7 separate regions of the Mus musculus genome follow, and regions 1, 3, 4, 5, 6 and 7 are each linked to region 2. Evidence: chromatin contacts called from public HiCAR-type and promoter capture Hi-C data. All regions are on one chromosome and are shown on one strand. The core of a region is the stretch at or near the end of the contact, and the rest is flanking DNA. Distances in the headings are between cores, read along the strand shown.

Region 1 (3,048 bases), core at 274-2,773, 1.2 Mb before region 2:
GACATCATCAGGCCTCTGTTCACTCAAGCCCTTGGCTTGGTTCCCTACTTGTTTCTGGCTTTGTTCTGTGGACTACTCTGTCCTAGGGCTGAGGAAATGGTTGCTGACAGCCTTGGACCCATGTGCCTCTCACTTGACACAAAGCCTGAGTACAAAGAGACTTCTGTGTCCCAGCCTATGCAGAGAAGACATAACACTGGTGCTCTGTCGGCCATTTGCCAACACCAGCCTCATCTCCATGTCTAGTAGGTGGACCAGGCAGAGCACGTTGGTGACACTCCTGCAGATAGAGCTCTGTGGTCATCTGATCAAGAGCATATGCAACATTCCACCTCCTGCCCCCTCTCTGGGAATTCATCTTTTATTCTATTTATCTCTTTTCAAGGCTGAGAGTCACCGGCTTTGGGTTAGAATGAAAATGTGAAATTTTACAAGAAGAATGCAACTATATTTTTTAACATTTCCAGAACTATTGCACTTGTTGAAAAGAAGCAGCTAAGAAGTTGCTATAATTCTGTTGCTGCAATGCATATCTTGTCCCCCCACCCTTTTTTTTTCAGACAGGTCTGTGTATAACCATCATCTGGTACCCATTTCACCATGAGAAACTGAGTGTGTAGTGGTCGGTAGTACCTTGTATTCTCAGGTCTTTATATCAGAGCTTCATCGAACCATATATGTGAGGTCTCCCTTGGCATATGGACCAGATTAGAAGAAAATATCTTGATGTCAAGCTATGACAAAAATGGAGTAACCCCTCAGGATCTGGGGAAGAGAATGGACATTTTTACAGGTTGATGAGATATGATTGCATGTTACATGACAGGTTCTGTTTTGAATAGGTGTAATAGTAGTATCTTTAGTTCATGTCTTTGTTTTGTAATGTGCTGCTTAGGTTTTAATTGTCAACTTGCCACAACTTAGAGTCTCTTGGGAAGAGAGACTTGGTGAAGAATTATCTAGATCATTTTGGGCAGTGGGCATGTCTGTAAAGGACTGTCTTGATGTTAATTAAGACAGGAAGGCCTAGCCCATTGTGAGTGGTGTCATTACCCAGGAAAGATGCCCTGAATAGTATAAGAAAGTAAAAGCACATGCACTAACAATTAGAAAAGAAAAAGAAAAAAAGAGGCCCTGAATTTGAAGGAGAACAGGGAGGGGTATCTGGGAGAGTTTGGAGGAAAAGAAAGTAAGAAATGTTATATTGTATTAATAATCTCAAAAATAAAATAAAAATACTAAAAATAATTCTAGAAACAAGTGAAGCTACATATTTGATTGAAAAGTCCTTTTGATCCATCTGCAAGATGGACAGTTTCCTGGAAAAAGAAAAGTCACCTTGCCCCATTGCTTAGGACTGCCTTCCCTCTCATACGCTGTACTTACTCTGATAATTGTCTGGTTGCTGGTTCCTTTTAGAATGTGGTCTCTCTGAAGGAAAGGACTGTCTTGGGTTAATCTAATTTCTGTTTTTGTCAGTCTCAAATCTGTCATCCAGTTGGAACTTTGCATAGGCAGGAAAGAATTTCTCCTTCCCTCGTGAGGCTGCATTCCATGCATGTTTGCTGCTTGCAAAGAGAGCGTGTGGAGACCTGATCATCTGTGAATATGTCCTTTTAGCTCAATCCACCACACTAAAGGTTCTGGAGCCAAAGAAAGATCCAGTGTGAGCCATGTGTTCTTGGAGCCACCTCCAGAGCTGTGGGTAGATCGGGTCTCTGGTGGAGAGAGACTCTCCAGAGCTGTGGGTAGATCGGGTCTCTGGTGGAGAGAGACTCTCCAGAGCTGTGGGTAGATCGGGTCTCTGGTGAGAGAGACTCTCCAGAGCTGTGGGTAGATCGGGTCTCTGGTGGAGAGAGACTCTCCAGAGCTGTGGGTAGATCGGGTCTCTGCTGGAGAGAGACTCTCCAGAGCTGTGGGTAGATCGGGTCTCTGTGGAGAGAGACTCTCCAGAGCTGTGGGTAGATCGGGTCTCTGCTGGAGAGAGACTCTCTGGAGGAGCTTCAGGGCCAGCCTGTAGCTGGGGGGGGGGGGGTGTTCCAGTGTCAGGAACTGTGGGGTCCTCTGCAGCAATTGACCAAGTTTTTTTCTCAGCGTATGTTTCTCTTAGCCAATGCCTCAGCACACTGGGGAACAGCACAGGGGGGAGGAGTAATGGGCGTGGATGAGGGCTGGACATTTTTCCCTGTTCAGGACCCCTCACATGCATTCTTTGCACGGAAGCTCTCTCTTATGCAGCTGCATTTGCCTCAGATATGCACTGAGGTATGGGGCTCTTCTGAGATATCTCAGTTCATTTTGCCTCTTCTCTTTCTGATTATAGACTCATGTTACAGTCTGACGTCTGTTCCTATGGCCCCCGTTACCTTTCATAGTGAGTACCCCCATAATTCTTCCCTATTTTTAATTTGTATTGACATCACTATCCAGAACCCCGATGGATCCTAGGTAAGTTTCCTTCCCAGTCTCTGCCTCATAATCCTCATCTATAAGTTGGTTATAACAATAAAAGGGATTTTATACTTTCAGAGTGAGAATTCAATAAAACAGTATGTGTTACATTTTTGTTATAGTTCTTGGTACATAATAAATACTCAAAAATGTCAACAATACCCATCTACAATACCTGGTATTACTAACACAAATAGACATTTCCCAGAGCACGGCATCTCTGAGCACCCAGTATCCAGGTGGAGATTTGGAACACAACACATGGTCAGTTAAAGGTCAATGAAAAATGGAAGTCCATGACGTCACATGGGGTATCTCAGGGGAATTAACAAAGGTCAGTTCTCTATGGGTGAGCCTACAGGTGGAGTCTGAACTTACTCAGAGAAAGCCTTCCTTAAGCTAGTTCAGGAGGAAGATATATAACCAAGAAGCCAGCAGAAGGGCTCTTGCTGGTCACACCAATCGACAAGTAGGTTTCTAGATCTTGAAACTGTTCCATCCTATAGCAGTGAGCAGCAGAGAATGGAGGAATCATAGGTCCACTTCATGGGAAGAGGCCCCACATCTTCATCCTAGGAGAGGTCAGCCTCCTGGCAC
Region 2 (3,097 bases), core at 157-2,656:
ACAATGTGGTACAATGGTGGTTTTGGTGGTCAACTGAAACACATCTCCCAGTTACCGGGGATAATTTATGCCTATTGCCCTGGAGTACTACTTATAGAACGTTCTTTCACACTTAAAATATGTTTGTCTGGATGAAAAATGATGTGGTTATCCTAGATTTATTCCAGGCATGCAAGGGATGGTTGTGTATCAGGAAATATCTTCACATAAATGTAGAGAGTTTGGCATCGTACTGTCAGCCCAGAATCACTGCATGCCAGTCAGCAACCTGTGGATTTTAAAGTCTTATAAGACCCTGGTTGGTTGGTTGGTTGGTTGGTTGGTTGGTTGGTTGGTTGGTTGGCTGGTTGGTTTGGTTTGGTTTGGTTTTCAGTAATCACTTCTCTTTTGCTCACCCTTGCACAGCTGAGACTTACGTTCTCTTTTCCAGGGTCCTCTTAAAAGCTTTCTGGAAGATTTAGGGAAACTGCAGAAAAAATTCTATGCCAAAGACGAACGATTGCTTTGCCCCATCAGGACCTACCTGGTTACAGCTCGTAGTGCAGCGAGTTCAGGTGCCCGTGTGCTGAAGACCCTTCGCCGATGGGGTCTAGAGATAGATGAAGCTCTTTTCCTGGCTGGAGCCCCTAAAGGTCCCATCTTAGTGAAGATTCGGCCCCACATCTTCTTCGACGACCAAATGTTCCACATTGAATCAGCACAGAAATTTGGTACCATCACGGCCCATGTGCCTTATGGCATTGCTCAAAAACGCAACTAGGGATGGGGAGGAAAAATAAACAGTCTGGTATTACAAACGGCATGTGTTTTGCATGGCTAGAGTGACTAGTTATTTCTGAGAATTTGACCACAAAACTTAGCTCCTTTGGTGTTTTTCTTTGCTTTTTGGAAAAAATTTTGAACTTTCAAGCTACAGTCAAGCATTCTACTTTTTTAAAGCTAAGGATGTTGGATATCATTGCATCTATCTATAAGTTGTAATGGGTGGCTCTTTAGACAAGTTTAGAACTTTGACACTTAAGTTGTTTCACAAGAAGCTTAATTAATTTTCAAAAAGCATTGCTCACTTTTAGTGTTAGTCAAATGAATGAATCTCTATATGCAGCATCACCTAGAAAAGGTATATTCAGGGTGGAATGAGTCTGATCAATAATACTGCTGATAACTGGGGCTGTGTCTTTTGTTATCCTTGTGTGGCAAGAATTTTACCAAGAAATGTCATTTTGTCTATAGGCATATAACCAATTCTAACACTGTCCACTTCTAAATAAATCCGCTGGGGCTTTCATGTGTACTTCCTGAACGCTAAGTCAAGTCAGCCTTAGGAGCAAAACTACAAGTCCCAGAAAGCCCCGCGCGCAGTAGCCCAGGACAGCAGGCGGCGCCCCAGAGTCCTTCGCGTGTAGGTGGCCCCATAGCACTCCGGAACCTGTGCGCTAGGCCCAGTGCACCGGGCCCGGAAGGTTATGGCAGTGGCTAGTGTGGCCGCAGCGCTCCTGGCCGCACTGGGCGGGGCGCTGTGGCTGGCGGCCCGGCGGTTCTCTGGGCCAAGAAACCAGCGGCAGCAGGGAGGCGGGGACCCGGGCCTCATGCACGGGAAGACAGTGCTGATCACCGGAGCAAACAGCGGCCTGGGCCGTGCCACCGCGGCGGAGCTGCTCCGCCTGGGGGCGCGGGTCATCATGGGATGTCGGGACCGCGCTCGAGCAGAGGAGGCGGCCGGTCAGCTCAGGCAGGAGCTCTGTCAGGCTGGGGGCGCCGGGCCCGACGGCACCGATGGCCAGCTGGTCGTTAAGGAGCTGGACCTTGCCTCGCTGCGCTCAGTGCGAGCTTTCTGCCAAGAACTGCTACAGGTGTGGGTCGAATGGAGCTCGCCACCCTCGGGGAGGGCCCTCTGAAACCTGGTGTGACCTTGAGGGTGGCCATGACCAAACCGGAAAGGCTCCTGCCTGCCTTGGACCCGGCTAGGAGGAGGGGCAGGTCTGAGAAGGAATTCCTGGGAGGTCCTAAGGAGAAGTGCATAAATAAGCCAGTGTCTGGACATTTGGTTTTGTTAGGCTAGGACAGTCACCAGCTGATCTTTGAGTTGTTTTCCCCCTGTCAGAAGTGAAATGTGTGCCAAATCTTACAGTGTCACAAGGCCTGTGAGCACCACAGGAGAAAAGCTAGCCAAAAACTTTCATTAGACCCTTCTTAAAACTTTTCTTTCTGTTTTTTTCCCCTCGTTACCTGGTTTTGTTTGTTTGTTTGTTTTTTCTTTTTTTGTTTTGTTTTGTCCTGCTGAAGTAGGAGGGGGTGTCACTTGCTGACACCCTGCATCATCCCTAAACTTGGAATCCCATTAAGTGTCTGAAAAGGGACAGGAATAAAAATAATTTAATGCTTAGCTTTATGGAAGGTTTTATACATGCCAGGGGATGTGCTAAGGACATTTTTAATATCTTTGGCTATTATCAGATCTTGTAAAGCAAGCAATAATATCTCTACTTCATGATAGGGAACTGAGGCATAGGAAGGCTAAGTGACGTGTCTGTCTTCAGAGTCCTTGCTTTAATCTCCTGTTGTGCATTCCTAGTACTTGAAGGCTGAGGTGTGTGATTTCCTTGGGTGTACAGTAAATATTCTACCGAAGTAGAAAGGCTGTGGCCAAAGTGACTTGCCACAGGTAGATCTAAAGGCAGACACAGGAGGGTGCTTGTCTCTTCTGAAATCTCTTGAATCTAAGGCAGACATTCTAAATGGCCTGTTTTTCTTTTCCGTGATGTACTTAGACCAAAAGAAATATCTGTAAGTTCATTTGTTAACATTTAGATATTTAACTCTGACAATTCTTATTAGTGGGACTGTGGCATGTTGGACACTATACTAACTTTTCCAACCTCCAAGTTAGATGGACACAGCCACCTTCATTCTTGTTCAACATAGACTTCTTTTTTTTTTTTAACTTTTCACTTGCACTGAAAACAGTAGCTAATAACTACTAATAACTGCTAAAAGCACAACTGTACAAAGAAACCATCTCATCAGAAGAGAGACCATATTGAACCACTTGGAGTAGTAGTTATTGAGATAATGAGTAGAGTGTCACTCTTTTGCT
Region 3 (3,064 bases), core at 326-2,825, 1.4 Mb before region 2:
TGATTTTGAGGAACATCCACACTGAAATAAAAAACACTTGGACCCTTAACTTCTAGATGTGGTGAGACAATTGCCTGAAGTCAAAGGGTTCAAAGGTTGTGTGCTTGTGGTAGGGAAGACTCAAGTGGGGAACTTAACACTTCTGTATGAAGTGCACACTAGGATATATGAGCCAATATTGATAGTTGCAGATTATGTTAAAAAGGAAAACCAAAAATAACACAAAAATGGGTGAGACCAAATACCTCCACAGGACTGGATCCACCTGAATGTCTAGATTTGGGAACTTTGTTAACATCAGGATACCCCAAAGGACAATGGGGACATGGGAAAATGGCTCAGTGGGTGAAGTGCTTGCTGCAAACATGAGGACAAGTGTTTGGATCCCCAGCACTCCTAGAAGCCTGGTTAGCTGTGCTGCACCTGTAACCCCCGTGTTGAGAGGGGATCAAGCGATGCTGGAGGTCATTGGCGGGGCAGTCTCGCCCACACTGTAAGTTCCAAGGTTACGGAGATATCCTGCCTCAGAAAATGAGATGGCAAGTTATTGAAGAAGGTACATGATGTAGGTCTCTGGTCTGCACATGTGCTTCCACATACATGCACACACGAGGGAAGATGTACAAAAAGTTAAGAGAAATATAGAAAAATCACTCTCTGGATAGAAAAGCTCTAACACCTCACATATTTTGAAACGGGAGGGTACGCCACAATGTAGTTGTAGCTTTAATGACCCAAAGGTCATATTACTCCCATTACAAGGACCCTTGACATAATTTTTAAGGTGTTTTAAGGATTCTGTGTTGGCTAGTCCTATGTCAGCTTGATGCACAAACTAGAGTTATCTGAAATGCTGTACGGCATTTTAAAAAACTAGTTATTGATTGGGGAGGGCCATCCCTGGGCTGGTGGTTCTGGGTTCTATAAGAAAACTCTCTATGGCCTTTGCATCTGTTCCTGCCTCCAGGTTTCTACTGCCCTGTTTGAGTTCCTGCTGACTTTCTTAGATTATGAACAGCAGTATGGACGTGTAAGCCAACTAAACCCTTTCAAGCTCCTCACCTTGCTTTTTGGTCATGGTGTTTTGTCGCAGCCATAAGAACCCTAATCCAACGCAAAATAATAGTGCCCACTCCTAAATTGCTTCAGAGGGCTCTGTAGTTCTCTCAAAGAAGGCAGTCCTCAAAATGCACATCTGCACTGCCATTTTTTATTTGTCCGATGGTGCCAGCCTACCAAATGCAACAACTGACGTTCTTTTCAAGAATATTGGTCGGGGTCGGGTGGAGCGGTTAGAGAGAAAACACAGAACTCCTGAGACCTTTTTTGGAAGGGGCTCCCTTTAGCTTATACTGACTCCTGACGCACGACTATTAGCGTGATGTTGTAACACAGCGGCGGGGATGAAGGGACGGCGCTGGGAGAGATACGCATGGCAGATCGCTAAACTGAGAGCAGAAAGGCTCGAAGCCAAGGCATTGAAGAACTGATCAACTTCACCCCACACCAATTACACAGCCGCCCCATCGCCCGCGCAGGCGCACGACGACCAACACGGGGCGGGAGGCCACGCCGGAAGTTCTCTAAGCGCCCCGGATGCGACTGGGCGGCGGTGGTTGCCAGGCGACGGGAGCTTCTCCGATCCACCAGTGCTCGCAAATGGAGGTGTAGAACCCGTTATATATTAGCGTGCCTTGACCGCTGTGGGTCGTCTTCTCCGAGTTCCCACGATGTTCTTCTACCTGAGCAAGAAAGTGAGTTTCTCCTGGGGACCGCCGTCGCGCCGCCTCCATTCCTGTAGCCCGCCGGTGCCCGCATTCTCCCGGGACTGCAGGCGGCTGCCAGGCAGCTTCTCCATCTTCCTGTCACCTATCTCCTCTCACAGGTCTCTGTGCTCCGGTAGTCCTTGGCAGAGCCAGCAGCTCTTTCTCAGGATTCTTCCACATTCCAGTCATGCCAAGTTTCTTTTCAGTGATAAAAAGTGATCACCAAGCGCTGGTGGTCTTTCCTCTGCTACTTGTTGATCCAGAAGGTAGATTATGACAGTCTGCCCTAAGAGAGAAATATAAGTGTGGTGTGGGAAAGGAAGTAAGAGCAGCAGCGATACGAATTTATGTCTCAGTTCCCGCCTCAGTTCAGACACCCCCACCCCGTTCCCGCCCGCTTCCTTGGCAATCACCTTCCTTTATGTGCACTTCTTTACAGAATGCTAGGGCTCAGAACATTTAAGAAGACCACAGCCATTTTCATAATAGTTCATTTTGCTGCAGGGCGTTATTGTTTCTCTCTCCCTTTTTCATGCTCTTTTTTGAGACAGGATATTGCTGTGTAGCCCAGGCCAGCTTCCAACTTTCCACCCTTCTGCCTCAGTGCTGGGATTGGTAACATGGGCTACGACAAGTTCGGGCAGGTTTCTTCTTGGAAGATGTTTGCCTGTCTATATCTCCTGGATGGAGATCCTCCAACTCCTTCGTGAAAAGCTAGCATCACTGTGATTCGTGTTTACAGATTGCTGTTCCCAATAATGTGAAGCTGAAATGTATATCCTGGAACAAGGACCAAGGGTTCATAGCATGTGGCGGTGAGGATGGATTACTGAAAGTTTTAAGACTCGAGACACAGACAGGTAAGTGATCATCACCAGTACAGATGTGTGAAACTGGTAGAAAGCAGTGGCTAGTGGCTAGTGGCTAGTGAGACCTACTTATGGTATTTGTCATTATGAAGTTTTAATTTTTTTAAAGGGGTTTATTCTTATGGTATGGGTGTTTTGCCTGAACGTATTTTATGGTGTCACATGCATGTAGTGCCTGTGGGGGCCAGAAGAGGGCATGGGATCTTTTCCTTTGTAACTAGTTACAGATGGTTTGTAGGTGCCGAGAACTGACCACTGGTTCTCTTCAAGAACAACACGTGTTCTTAACCACAGACCCATCTCTCAAGCCCCTCCTGTCACTGTTTCTGAGGCAGAGTCTTCTGAGACAGGCCTGAGAAGTTGCCATGTAGGACAGGCTAGTTGGCCTGAAAACTTCCATCTGTGTCTGCCTCCTGTGTCCTCTCTGAG
Region 4 (3,165 bases), core at 220-2,719, 1.3 Mb before region 2:
GGCCTGTGAGGCTCTTATCCTGACACAGGGGGCCAGTATATGGGGTAAACAGATATGGTCCTCAGCTCTGTCTGGATGAGATGGGGCTGGGTGCTGGCTGAGGCTCAGCAAACAGCAGACAACTATCTGCCTCAGGGAAGCAGTGCCCCTAAGCAAAGCCACAAGTATTTTGGCAGAGTGGTTTTACAAGCTGGGAATATCCTGAAGACGCTTCAGACTGTTCATTCAGACAGAAGAAAATCACTAAACATAATAGAAATAAGCCCCTATTTCAAATTGGAGCAGTCCTTCACATCTGTAGCTTTTAAGACATTTTGGCCCCATTTGTTAGATGAGCTGACTGAGGCTGGGTGGCAGAAGGGTCTGGGTAGAGGAACATGGGCAAATGCGGGTTCATGCTTTGTCCTTTCTTGGGCATAGTGATAAATAGTCTTGGTCTCACTGGTGTCAATAAATGTTACAGGACCTGATTCTGTTGTGGAGAAGCTTAAGGAGATAAAAGAATGTAAAGTGGAGAAGAAAGAGGAGAGGGAGGATGGGGAGAAGGAGGAGGGAGAGAAAGAAGGAAGGGGTGCAGGGAAGCCAGAGAAGAGGCCTCTGAAGATGCTCTGAGGTCTGCACAGTACTGCATAGCCTGAAGCTCAGGCCTTCAGTTCATGGGGAATCAACTGTTTCCTCATGTCTCCAATTACCCAGAAAAATCTAGTGTATCAGATACTCAGTATCTCGTGAATGTTAGGTATGTCAAGGAGGGGTCATGTTTGGCTGTGTGCTAGAAAGAAAGGAAGAAAAGGAAGAAGGAAGGGAGGGACCCAAGGGAGAAAGGGAAGGAAAAGAGCTTGAAGGAAGGGAAGGGAGGGGAGGAAAGAAGGAGGAGAGAGAGAAACAACTGACCTAAGAAACAACAGTTGTTAAGTAAGAAGTCAAGAGCAGGGCGGGCCTCCACCCCTTCGCTGAGATCCTAGCATGGTTTCTATTCTTGGGCGATCTTGTCAGGAGTTTGCAGTTCCTGCTAGGGCCTGTCCACACTGCAGACATAAGAGAAGCCATAACAGAGGAGGAGGAGGAGGAGGAGGAGGAGGAGGAGGAGGAGGAGGAGGAGGAGGAGTTGTTCTGTGTGAGGAAAGCACACTTTGTTCACAGATCACAGAGCATCTCAGGGGCCAGGGCACTTCCCCACTGGTGGCTGAGAGGAGGTTTTCACTGCAGATCTTCCTATACAGACCAGCCAGAACTTGTAATTCAGTCTTGGCAACTTCTAGTACATTTAAGGTTCTTCCTCAGAGTGTCCAACTTTTAGATCTTGTGTGAACCCTAATCATACTTCACTTGTGGCCTTAACATCAATCACATCATGTTGTGTTTGTGATGAGTACAACCTCTATTCCTTGCGTCCACTCTGGGCTCTTCACCTTACCTGGGCGATCTCCCTGCTTTTCCGGCATCACTCAGCTGTGACCTTTGGTCACTCGCTCATCCAGCTTTGAAGCTGGGTCTCACCAGGCTTGGGGGGGGGGGGAGGTGTCTGCCTGTTGTGCAAGTCCTGCCCCCCCCCCCCCCCCCCCATGCATGCGCTTCTGGGTTCCCTGGAGCACTGGCTCTGGGCTGTCAGGAAAGGGACTAGGCAGCCCCTGCAGTTTGTGCACAGAATGCAGAGAATCCAGACATTCTTGCTTGATGGAGCAAACCAGCCACCCAGGGGATAAAGTGCAGATCACAACAGGAGACCATGGAAAACCAGATGTGCCCCAGGGGGTTGGAAAGATGGTTCCTCCTCCTGGGAGAGCAAGGATGAGGGAGAAGACATTAATTTAAAACTGAAGACCAGTATGGTTTTGCTTATTGAAAACGATGAAGACAGCTTTGTCCTTGGACGGCACTCACGGCTCAGGGAGTGCCAGCTCATCTCTACCAAGAGAGGAGAATGTTCTAGAATGCCACTTTCCTGTTCTCTGCTGGATGAGCTCTTATTCCTGCCACAAGGCCCACTTTTCTATGTTGTACTCTTGAAGCAGGAGGAATAAATCTTTTTGTTTGTTTGTTTCCTGGAGCACTTTGGGACATGGTATTAAATTATGTTATTTTTGTTTTATAGTGGACTTAGTCTCGACAGAGCCCTCAGGTCCAGTGTGCTTACTTCTTCCTCTCTCTCTCTCTTTCTCTCTCTCCTTCCTTCTCTCCTTTCCTCTACTTTCCTACCTCCCTTCCTCCTTCCTCCCTTCCACCTTTTCCCCCTCCCTCTCTCTTTCTCTGCTGGCATTTTTATATGTATGGACTCTTGTTATATAGTCCTTACTGGCCTAGAAGTTGCTCTGTAGAGCCAAACTGGCTTTGCAGTGATGTTTCTTGAATGATGCTTCTTGATTATAGGCGTGTGCCGCCACACCTGACTCTGAGCTATGGCATTTCCTCCCCGAGTCCCTGAGGATTAATGAGGGCCTGGAACAAGGAGATGACAGTTATGGTTAGCTTTGCTTCCACCTCCACTCTCCAGGCTCTTTCTAGCTGCTATCTGCCCTGACCATTTCCAATCCCCTGTCAAGGGCCACAGGAGTTCCTATATCACTACCAGAGGTCCGAGTGGCCAACAGCCTTGGTCCCCAGCAGAGCCATCAGTAGATGTCCTTGGGGAGAGGGCATGTACCCAGCGGGAGGCCAAATGGTCTCACAAGCTCAGCAATGCTTTACCCAGTCTGGTAACCTACCAGGCACAGCTCCCGGTTGTCCTCCGTGTGACCCCTGTGCGGCATTTAGTGTGTCCTATAGAATAATATTGAGAGAACGAACAAATCAGTGGCAGAACCTTCTGAGATTTGCCTAATTGCGACTCAAATTGTTCCCATATTGGAAATTACATGGCTTAGATGCCTTTTGGGGAACTGAATATTAGGAGCCCAGGAAGGTCAGCCAGCAATGAGCTGTTGGAGTTTTCCCTCCATGAACTCTTACCGAGACATTTTTCCTGCCATGAGACATGGATAGGTTGACTCAAAACAGATTTCACAATCACTTTATCCAATTTTGGACGGCTTAATTCGGCAATTCGCATAACCCTCTTTAATCAGCCTCACGTTTGGGGTTGCTGTGGCCCCAGGCTCTTTGATGGTCAGATGTCATTCAATGCAGCACCCCTGGGCAGGGAGGCCATTGTCAATCCCTGTGTGG
Region 5 (3,012 bases), core at 474-2,973, 1.4 Mb before region 2:
GTCCTTATACTTCACCCACCAGAGCCAGCTCTCCAGACCAACACTTCTTAGAAAGCCACTAATGCCATCGTGGCAGTGTTCCCTCGTGACTTCTTTCAGGCATGCTTATTTCCCAAGTAGTCTGGGACCTTGAGGCTTAAGTTCCCGACTTCTGAACGTGAAGAGTGCACATTCTAACTACAGCAGTGTGTTCATGTTACTGTGGGATCGGATTCCACAACTTCTCATTTTGCAGAATTGAAAGCTTACAGCCACCAATCAACTCCAACTGCCTTCCTTCCCAGTTTCCCAGGAGCCAGCTTTCCACTGTTTCAATGCAAACTGACTACTTTAGATACTCCTTACAAACGGTATCATTCTAAACATGTCTCCTGTGGCTGGCTTATTTCACCTTGCAACATGCCCTCGAACTTTATCTCGAAGGCTGCTTAGTATTCATACATGCAGTGTGATGGTTAGTTTTGTCAACTTGGCATAAGCTGGAGTCATCGGAGGAGAGAATATTGACTGAGAAAACGCCTCTGTAAGATCGAGCTGTAGGCAAGCTTGTAGGACACTTTCTTAATTAGTGAGCGATGTGAGAGGGACCAACCCATTGTGAGTGGAGCAACTCCTGAACTGGTGGTCCTGGGTTCTATAAGAGAGCAGCCTAAGCAAGCCAACAAGCAGCACTCCTCTGTGGTTTCTGCATCAGCGCGTGTCTTCAGGTTCCTGCCTTGAGTTTCTGTCCTGACTTTCTTTAATGCTGAACAGCAATGTGGAAATGCAAGCCAAATAAACCCTTTCCTCTCAACACTACTTTGGTCATGGTGTTTCATCGCAGCCATAGTAACCCTAAGACATGCAGATACTATCTTCTGTGTATCCACTCACCCAGAGGACACCAGGTTACCTCTACCTCTTAGCTGTTGTATAATTTGTAGGAGACATGACTGTCAGGTTACCACGCGCTGGATGGTAGAAAGGCAACAGTCGTGGCAGAAAAGACTGGATCGGCTCTGTTGAGACTCATTCATGCTCATTGCAGTGGTTGAAAATCCAGCTCAGCTCTCCTCCCCTGTTAGAAGCCCTTCCTACGCACACAGGCCACTTTTATAACCCATCACGTTCCCCTAACAGTATACTATCTGTGCATCTTCTCTCACACAGTGAGTTGAAGGTCTCCCGAGCAGTTTCCAGCCCTGTGCTGGTTATTCTTCCGGAGAGGAAGTGGGTGTTCTTCCAGCAAACCGGAGGCTCTTTGGGGAAGTATATGTTTGATTTACTATTCCTGGTAGTATAAGTTTAAATGTTTATGAATATTTAAAACGGGGCTAAAAGCATCCCATTCACGATGCTAGAATTTGTGAGGCCTATCCTTAAAAAAAAAAAAAAATCACAGCAAGTTTTCTTGGCCGGTGAAAGGTGCGTTGTGTGAGGCTCTTGTTCTGCAGTGGGTACAGAACTTGAAGTTTGTCAAACAGAATCTGGGGGCACAGATCTGGCCGGGATAGAGCAGGAGTCCCCCAATCCTAGCCTGGTTTTACAAGGAGGCAATCGGCCAGGAGGCACCCAGCCGAGCCCACCGGACTAGGCGGGCAGTGACCACTGTGCCGCTGGCCGCCTAGTCCCAGACATTCCGCTCCTGCCACTGGAATGCACAGACAGGGCTTCTTGTTGGCCTTTGGCGGTTCCCGGGCTCTCGTGGCAAGGCCTTCTAGTGGGCGGGGCGGGGCGGAGCCTCAGAAGCGGGACCTTTAAATTGGTTGCCAATGTGAGGCCCTATGGCTGAGACCTCTGACCCTGTGTACCCCAGTTACCTCGCGGCTCACAGACCCCGGCAGGTCGTCAAGCCCATCATGTTGCTCTCAGCCCCCTTACGCCACCTCCCGGGGCTTCTGCTGCTGCTCTGGCCGCTGTTGCTCCTGCCTTCCCTGGCTGCTCCTGGACGTTTGGCCCGCGCGAGCGTCCGCCGGCTGGGGACACGAGTCCCCGGAGGCAGCCCTGGGCATCTCTCTGCTCTGGCTACTTCCACCCGCGCGCCATATTCCGGGGGCCGCGGCGCAGGTACAGTGGGGTGGGTGGGTGGTAAACTTATTCTCCAGAGAGGGTGCCACAGCCATAGCTGGGAGGAGGGAAGAGGGGCCGGGACCCAGGAACGTAGCATGCTACATCTACGTGCCTTTATCCCAGCCTCAGGCAGGCAGGGTGCTGCATCCTTTCCCCCTGCAGTCCTGCTCAGAAACTGAGGGTCTGACAACGCAGGGGAGCGGGTAGGGCTAGAATGTAAGGTCATGCGCATATAGCATCTGGTATCCTGAATTTCCTTGTGATTTGGGAAGGGGGCAACGTGCACCTGTAGGAGCGCCAGCCAGGGAATGGGGGCTCCCAGCTCTATCTGGCCTTGGTCTTTTGGCTAGGGAGAGCAAACTTTTCCTGACACTCTGTTTGCTGTTACCTGGAAATCTTCGTCTATTTTGCATTCACTGTGTGCCTTTTTTCCTAAGAAGAAAGGATTTAGAGGAGACTCAGAATATGGAAAAAGGCACGACTTAGCGGAGGTGTAGGAAGTGAGAGTAGGATGGCAAACCAAGCTGCCATTTAGGTGTCCAGGGAGGATCTTGTTCTAGAACCCTACTCTGTTCTGCCCCAGCCCTGGGATTCTGCTCATACCGACTGGGCCCCACACTCCAAACTATACTCTGTCAGTCCCCAAAGAACCAGACAGGTCTGGTCTTTGACGAACAACTCCACTCCCCCCTACCCCCAGCCACTAACATTGCTCTGAGCAGAACAAATCTACAGAGCCCAGAGAAGCTGATAAACACCTGTCATGACCCCTCACAAGACATACAGGGACCTCAAGGATTAACATAGTGAAAAAAAAAAAAGCCAAAACCAAAATCAACATCAGATCCCCTGAGTGAAAATCAAAACCCCAAAAGTCAAGCAGGGGCTCCGTCCACTGTACAGCTTGCCAAAGTTTCTGCACCACTTACAGAAGATTGCCTCTTTCTTACCCAAAGATCCAGC
Region 6 (2,979 bases), core at 174-2,673, 1.2 Mb before region 2:
CACCCACCAAGAGATGACTTGTGAGCTTTCCACGTGATCATGTCTGGGTCAAATAGACCTGGAACATAGGGGATAGATGTACAGGTAAGCAGTGGTATATGGCACACAGTAGATGCTTAATGGATTCCTCTATCTTGAAGAAATCAAACGCCAGCACAGGCCTTTTCCCTCGTGGGTTATGTCTGAGCCCTGAGCTGTGCTGTGACCCTATGTAGTAGCATCACAGTTGGCAGAAGTCTACAAAAGGCAAAATTCACTTCCTCAGCCCTCTCGCATCTCTGTGATGCCAAAGAATATTGCCAACTATAATTATTTGGATCTAAAATGTGTCCCCAAAGCCTACTCAGAAAGGATTAGTCTCCAGAAATTTAAAAGGTAAGGTCTCGTGAAAGATTTTATATCACGAGAGGTATTCCCCTTGAAGTGAATATTGGGACACTGACCCAGTTCTCTCTTACACATCTCTGCTTAGAAGTGTATGATTTTGCCACCTATACTATCACCATGACACACTGCCTTGCCACAGGTCCCAAGCAACAAGACCAACTGGGCATGGATCAAAGCCTACAGGACAGTGAACCTTTCATCTTTTAAAGTTGATTATATTAGGCCCTTTGTTAGAGTAATGCAATGTTCATGGAGACATTTCCTCTTGGCTTGTATGCTCCCAGAAACCGAGTCCTTACCTGAGTTGTTCTGAACTCTATAGACAGTGCCTGGGGCAGGACAATGTCTTTGGTGGGAGCTCTCATGCTTGTGGATAATAGGCATGGGACTTTGCATAATGGAGATCACAGTGGTTGATTCATGCTGTCTGGGGCACTATAAGCTTCCCTTTCAGAGTTCCATCTGAGTTGGGAATACCCCAGCACAGTCCAGTTGAGAGAGTGATGGATGGGATGGGGTTAGGGGTGGGGATGGGGATGGGGGTAGGGGTGGAGATGGGGATGGGGGTGGGGGTGGGACGGGAGTGGGGGTAGGGATGGGGATGGGGAGGCAGGGTTATATATAGAGGAGGGAGGCAACCATTACTTCCTCTAGGCAGATGGACCCTCGGGTCAGCCTGAAGACCTCTGGCTTCTGCACACAGCAGAGTAAGTGGCCTGGAGGGTCTCATCCACGTGGCTAACAAGGAGCTTCCTAACTTTTAAAGTCCTCTTGACCCCTGGCCAGCTGTGGTCTATTCCCCAGTTCCCTGAGTTTGTTCTGAGCTTACTTAGAATATGCCCCCCCCTTCAGCTCTCTGAATGTTTGAAAGGAAGAGTGAAGTAAGTTGATCTTCTCTGCTGCTCAGGGTACAGGCAAGTTTAGCAGCCCAACCTTAATTATGCAGGCTGGGGGGCTCCCTGAACTTCCATGTGACCACTGCATAGCTGACACACAGTGGGACAAAGGCTGCTGGGAGTCCCAGGAGGGAAGAGCTCAGGTCCTGGGCATGGAATCTGACGGACGATTGTTATTGCAACGGGTCTGTAGCTGAATGACATCATCCTATCGAGAGCAGGGATTTTTTTTGTCAGTCTTTTAACACAAGTTTATGTTTTTCAGACCTTAAATCTGCAGGTCATTTTTTACATTTGCTATTGAGAGCAGATGTGGCTGATCCCTATCGGGTTCTACTGAAAAAATGACGGGGTCGCAGAGGGTCAAATACAGAGAGCCTTTCAATCTCCGTTATTATTTCCTCTACTCAGTGGCCTCAGCAGGAAGCTTATGCTTGGTAATGGTGGCCTTCATAATATCCTCATGCTTGCGAGTCCCAGGCCCTGGCCATGGGTGATTTTTACACTAGAAACCTCTTCTAGGCTCAGCTGCCTGATATGACAAGGAAGCCCTGGCTGAGAAGCAGGAAACCCAAGTTTTCAAACCTCAGCTCCCTGACGCATGTGATGGTCTTTGGATGGAATGGTCTGTGCTCTTGACTTTGGATGTCCTTGCGGATGGTGTGTGGAAAATCAGAGAGATGCCTTCATTAACAAGGATGCTCACTTTTTAACTGCCTTGGCATCTAGTAGGTTGTGCTGGTAGGACGGGTGGATTTGGGATCTTCCATAGGAGAACTGTGAAGAGTTTCCTCTATTCACATCTGTCACTGTCACACTGTCACCTATGATGACTTTTAAGGGAGGCTTTATATTCATGGGCCACTTGAATAGGAAAATTTCCAGCTTAGACTTGTATACATTTTTGGTATGCATGCATGCATCCAACTATCTGACATTTGTGGAGCAGTGGGGCATCTTCTCTTAACTTCTTATCATTACAGATATTAAGATGGACAAGTCAACCCTCTTCTAGAATTCATAGAAGATTTATTGAAGAGCGCAAGCTTGTATGATATAGGCAAAAGATGAGATGGGGATGGGGCACTTCAGCAGGCAGACAGAGAGTGGGGAGGTGAGGTTGAGAGGTGCCATGTGAAAGAAGGAACCCACAGGTCTTGCCACTATGAGGATTTCATGTGTGATAACACAACCTTGGCTCCCTCGGCCTTTTGCTGCCTCACTCCCAGTTGTATTGACAGAGCAAAGGTAGATGTATTCAGTTGGAGAGGGAAAGGGTTGAGGTATACATAGGTATGTGCATGGCATATGAGAACCTTCAGAAGCACTTAAAAATGTGAGCTTTGGGAGGAGAGATGGGAACTCTCATTAATGGAGACTATTAGTTGGTCCATTTACTTTTTAAAAATATAAGTATTCATCTACATAAATTCTTCTTATGACTTGTCCATGTTTTCCCAAATATATAGTTTTGGTAACCTGGTGCACAGTGGCTATTCAGAAGACTTGCTGACTATGTGAGGCCAACACAGGGAACCTCACTGAGTCTTTGGGAATCTCAGCATTGGTGGAGAAGGGGAAGAAACTGGAATTGTACTTGTACAGAACCTGGACAGCTCCAGTAGGCATGGCAGATAGCGTCCCTCCCCTCTGACTCTTTTGTTTCTCTATCTAAATCTGGGACAGTTGGAGCCAT
Region 7 (2,892 bases), core at 284-2,783, 1.3 Mb before region 2:
AAAAATTTTCCTGGAGACATGGGGCCATGAATATCACAAAAGTCTTTTGTTGTTGCCCATAGGCTAGGGGCAGGCTTCATTCTGTAGAGCACTGGGGAATAGCTTCATCCCTGAGACCCACTGGGGCAACAGCTCTACAACCCATGTTCATTAGGGGGTTCATTATAAAAGGCAGGGCCCGATTCCTGCTACCTCTGTAAGAACCCCACTTGGACTTTCTGGGTTGCACATCTGTGGACTCCTTTTATATTACTCTTTATGACCTGGGAGAGTGAGGTCTCTTAGACACCTCCAACCAGGCCCAGAGTCAGGCCAGGGCCAGCAGAGAACATGCAAGGGCAGCAAGGAGAACCCGTAGCACAGAGTGGATGCACAGATAAGGAGGATGGGGCAGGGCAGTCACGTCAGCCAGGCCCAGGGGGCAGCGCTGGGCATATGTTCTGTGGGGCATTAGTCTGTGCCCCATCTAGATATCAGCTGCTGGCACTGAGCTCTAGGGCAGTATCCACACTTGTGTGTGGGTTATGTAGGGTGGACACCATTGGTGACACACTGTGGGGTGGGTACAAGCTGTAAGTGCCCGCGGTTGTTGCCCCTGGGACTGTCGAGCGACAATTGCTAGTGCTATCAAGGAACTGAATTACTGATTTCACTCACATCAATTTCAAATATAAAAATGTCAGGGCTGGGAGATGCTCAGTCTGGGAAATGCTTATCATGCAGACGGTTTGCTGGGCACCTAAAATCCAGCATCCAGGTAAAAGCTGGGTGGTGTGTAGCTATAATCCCAGCACTGGGGGTTGCTGTGGTGACAGGCAGGTTTCCTAAGCTCCCTGGTCAGCCAGCCCATCCATAAGGATGAGTTCCAGCGTCAGTGAGCAAGTGTATTAAAAGGTAAGGTGCAGAGCACTCACACACACACACACATACAAGCTTCATGCTTCACACATGTGCTTCGTGAACACATGCGTATGTACGTGGACATGTATGCAGATAGGTATCACACGCACACTTGTGATTCAGTCATTAGAAGTTGTGAAAGTGTGTTTGGGGCAACAAATTCACATTTAAAGTTTGTGCGTTGGCAACTGCGGAGCTTGTGCGATCTCAATCAAGTATTTCTGATGAAAGCGTCATGTTCAAATGGCAATACACTGCAAGTGTTAAATAAATACCAGATTGTGAATACTCTGTTCACAAAAGAAGAATGCTAACCATTGCTAACATTTTTATATTGATTATGTGTTGAAATGATAATATTTTGGATACATCGGATCAAATAAAATCACATTAAACTTACTGTCACTGGCTCCCGTCACTTTTGAGCTCTGTGGTTTGGGCAGTTTCCCCCTAAACTCTCTAGGCTTCAATTTCACCTTATCTGCAGTTACTGCAGAAAAACCCCTCTGGGCTCATCAAAGTGCTGATGGCTGAAGGAGGAGGTTTCCAGCCTCGCAGTGAGGCTGGCCTTGGAAGGGTCAGACCCCCCTCCCTCCCAGACAGGAAGCACCGCCCAGGAAGCCGTTTCCCAGGCCTCAGGATTAGCACTAGCCCGACACCCAGCCATTGCAGATGACTCTCCCTAACAAGCACAGCTTTGCACTTTCTGGAAACTCTCCCTCTGGCTGAGTGCTCCTGGCTCGTATACCTCCCAGTTCCCTGTACCTGGGTTTCCGGCTCAGGGGGGAGAGAACAGGCATGAGCCTCCCTATCTTCTCTGGGTGGTTCCAGTGTTTTCTTGGTAGCTGCCTGGGGTGAGGGTTATGGTCGACAGGAGCTTCAAGGAATGTCCAGGAAGCCAAGGAAACCGACCAGACTCAATAGCTCAGAAAGTTACAAAAGTCACAAGCACTCCTCCTCCAATTCCTACCCACTCTAGAAACCAGAGCAGTTGCTGGCAGGAGACTCTCTTCGCTGGAACTGCCTTCAAGTTGGGCAGGAGGTTTCAGGAATGCTGCTTTTCTGGGTCTGTCACTCATAGTCGGGTGGACTTTTCGGTGATACTGTGGTCTTTGAGTCACCATGCACCTGGATGCAATGCCCACCCATTCTCCTGTAAGTAAATCCAATAAACTCACTGAGTCACCTGAGTCACCAAGTCAATATTGGGAATTAGTTCTTTGGCCTGATTTTGGTTCCCTAAATAGACCCGTGTTATGCCTCCCTGGGAAAGGCCACACAACACCATTTTCTCCCTCCTGTAATTCAGGGCTAGGGAACACGAGTCCAGGCTGGGTTAGGGCTTGTTTTAGGGTTTTGAGTTCAAGCCCCAGGCTAAGGCTCTGCTGGGCACCACATTCTTGTCCCTTCCCTCCTGGAGGAGCCTGGAGGTGTGGAGTATGTGATGGCAAGAGGAAGAAAGCCTCCTGTCGGGCTTGCCAGGCACTCACTTACACAAGCTGCGTATGTTTGAAGTGACTTCTGTGTATGGGTGATTTGTTTTCCTGTATGCTGTGTGCCACATGTTAGCAGTGTCCACAAAGACCAGAAGAGGACATCGGACCTCCTCAGAACTGGAGTTTCAGACTGTTGCGAGCCACCATGTGGGTGCTGGGAATGGAGTCTGGGTCATCTCTCTCTCTAGTCCTGCAAGGTGTTTTCTTAAAATAGCTGTGCATGTGATTGGATATCTATAAAGGGAGGGGACCTTGCTGGTCTCTAGGGTCTGGAGAGTCCAGAAGATGTGGTACTTAACATCTAGCATAGCCATGGACACATGGCTAAAGGTGGCCTGCTGTTTCATAGACCTGCCTGTTGCTCTAGGCATGCCATTTGCCATATGGCCACTAGGTGTCATCATCACACCATGAGTGGGCCTCTTAGCCCGGTCTAAGAGACACATGTGCAGGACAGGGCCTAGGACAGGTGTGTGTTCTCTAGTCCAGGCTGTGT

Evidence for each region. Promoter capture Hi-C pulls out the DNA fragments that hold promoters and counts their contacts. HiCAR-type assays count read pairs that join an accessible place to other places.
Region 1: a contact with region 2 is called in a promoter capture Hi-C map of frontonasal cranial neural crest. The contact joins the enhancer-like site here to the promoter of Rdh14 in region 2. A contact is called at or near these places in 8 of 39 promoter capture datasets (the C10 cell line, the SN4741 cell line, cranial neural crest and 4 more) and 4 of 115 datasets of contacts at active chromatin or transcription factors (astrocytes, cardiomyocytes, large pre-B cells and 1 more).
Region 3: a contact with region 2 is called in a HiCAR-type map of astrocytes, with 7 times the contacts expected there. The contact joins the promoter of Wdr35 here to the promoter of Rdh14 in region 2. A contact is called at or near these places in 4 of 39 promoter capture datasets (cranial neural crest, hippocampal neurons, liver and 1 more), 1 of 484 Hi-C or Micro-C datasets (CD4 T cells), 4 of 115 datasets of contacts at active chromatin or transcription factors (astrocytes, extraembryonic endoderm stem cells, pancreatic cancer cells and 1 more) and 2 of 9 other capture datasets (adipose tissue and liver).
Region 4: a contact with region 2 is called in a promoter capture Hi-C map of second pharyngeal arch cranial neural crest. The contact joins the enhancer-like site here to the promoter of Rdh14 in region 2. A contact is called at or near these places in 11 of 39 promoter capture datasets (the 3T3-L1 cell line, the C10 cell line, cranial neural crest and 6 more), 2 of 484 Hi-C or Micro-C datasets (muscle stem cells and pre-B cells), 10 of 115 datasets of contacts at active chromatin or transcription factors (the NIH/3T3 cell line, VIP interneurons, astrocytes and 5 more) and 1 of 9 other capture datasets (adipose tissue).
Region 5: a contact with region 2 is called in a promoter capture Hi-C map of pre-B cells, with 5 times the contacts expected there. The contact joins the promoter of Matn3 here to the promoter of Rdh14 in region 2. A contact is called at or near these places in 3 of 39 promoter capture datasets (liver, pre-B cells and stem cell-derived epiblast-like cells) and 3 of 115 datasets of contacts at active chromatin or transcription factors (acute myeloid leukemia, extraembryonic endoderm stem cells and stem cell-derived neural progenitor cells).
Region 6: a promoter capture Hi-C map of the C10 cell line shows a contact between it and region 2, with 11 times the contacts expected there. The contact joins the enhancer-like site here to the promoter of Rdh14 in region 2. A contact is called at or near these places in 11 of 39 promoter capture datasets (the 3T3-L1 cell line, the C10 cell line, cranial neural crest and 6 more), 1 of 15 datasets of contacts at CTCF or cohesin (pro-B cells) and 6 of 115 datasets of contacts at active chromatin or transcription factors (the NIH/3T3 cell line, astrocytes, cardiomyocytes and 3 more).
Region 7: a contact with region 2 is called in a promoter capture Hi-C map of the C10 cell line, with 25 times the contacts expected there. The contact joins the enhancer-like site here to the promoter of Rdh14 in region 2. A contact is called at or near these places in 18 of 39 promoter capture datasets (3T3-L1-derived adipocytes, the C10 cell line, the HPC-7 cell line and 11 more), 1 of 15 datasets of contacts at CTCF or cohesin (pro-B cells), 2 of 484 Hi-C or Micro-C datasets (bone marrow-derived macrophages and centroblasts), 9 of 115 datasets of contacts at active chromatin or transcription factors (the NIH/3T3 cell line, embryonic forebrain, embryonic midbrain and 5 more) and 1 of 9 other capture datasets (embryonic stem cells).

Annotation. Positions count from the first base shown.
Region 1 is chr12:9,228,593-9,231,640 of GRCm38.p6, forward strand. No RefSeq gene overlaps it. Among named protein-coding and RNA genes, the nearest start is that of Gm46323, 140 kb to the right of the region's middle. Within about 2 kb of position 1,524, at least 24 of the 459 cell types and tissues checked have an H3K27ac peak or open chromatin away from gene starts, as enhancers often do.
Region 2 is chr12:10,389,374-10,392,470 of GRCm38.p6, forward strand. It overlaps Rdh14 (retinol dehydrogenase 14 (all-trans and 9-cis)), which reads left to right and starts at 1,407. Exons shown (of 2, transcript NM_023697.2): 1 at 1,407-1,853. The coding sequence starts at 1,467. It overlaps Nt5c1b (5'-nucleotidase, cytosolic IB), which reads left to right. Exons shown (of 9, transcript NM_027588.3): 9 at 431-801. The coding sequence ends at 760.
Region 3 is chr12:8,972,426-8,975,489 of GRCm38.p6, forward strand. Wdr35 (WD repeat domain 35) reads left to right here and starts at 1,576. Exons shown (of 27, transcript NM_001159527.1): 1 at 1,576-1,754; 2 at 2,509-2,626. The coding sequence starts at 1,731.
Region 4 is chr12:9,125,607-9,128,771 of GRCm38.p6, forward strand. No RefSeq gene overlaps it. Among named protein-coding and RNA genes, the nearest start is that of Ttc32, 97 kb to the left of the region's middle. Within about 2 kb of position 1,470, at least 16 of the 459 cell types and tissues checked have an H3K27ac peak or open chromatin away from gene starts, as enhancers often do. A contact at or near this core is called in adipose tissue and second pharyngeal arch cranial neural crest, where this site is marked.
Region 5 is chr12:8,946,206-8,949,217 of GRCm38.p6, forward strand. Matn3 (matrilin 3) reads left to right here and starts at 1,724. Exons shown (of 8, transcript NM_010770.4): 1 at 1,724-2,046. The coding sequence starts at 1,839.
Region 6 is chr12:9,177,463-9,180,441 of GRCm38.p6, forward strand. No RefSeq gene overlaps it. Among named protein-coding and RNA genes, the nearest start is that of Ttc32, 150 kb to the left of the region's middle. Within about 2 kb of position 1,424, at least 11 of the 459 cell types and tissues checked have an H3K27ac peak or open chromatin away from gene starts, as enhancers often do.
Region 7 is chr12:9,049,463-9,052,354 of GRCm38.p6, forward strand. No RefSeq gene overlaps it. Among named protein-coding and RNA genes, the nearest start is that of Ttc32, 21 kb to the left of the region's middle. Within about 2 kb of position 1,534, at least 8 of the 459 cell types and tissues checked have an H3K27ac peak or open chromatin away from gene starts, as enhancers often do.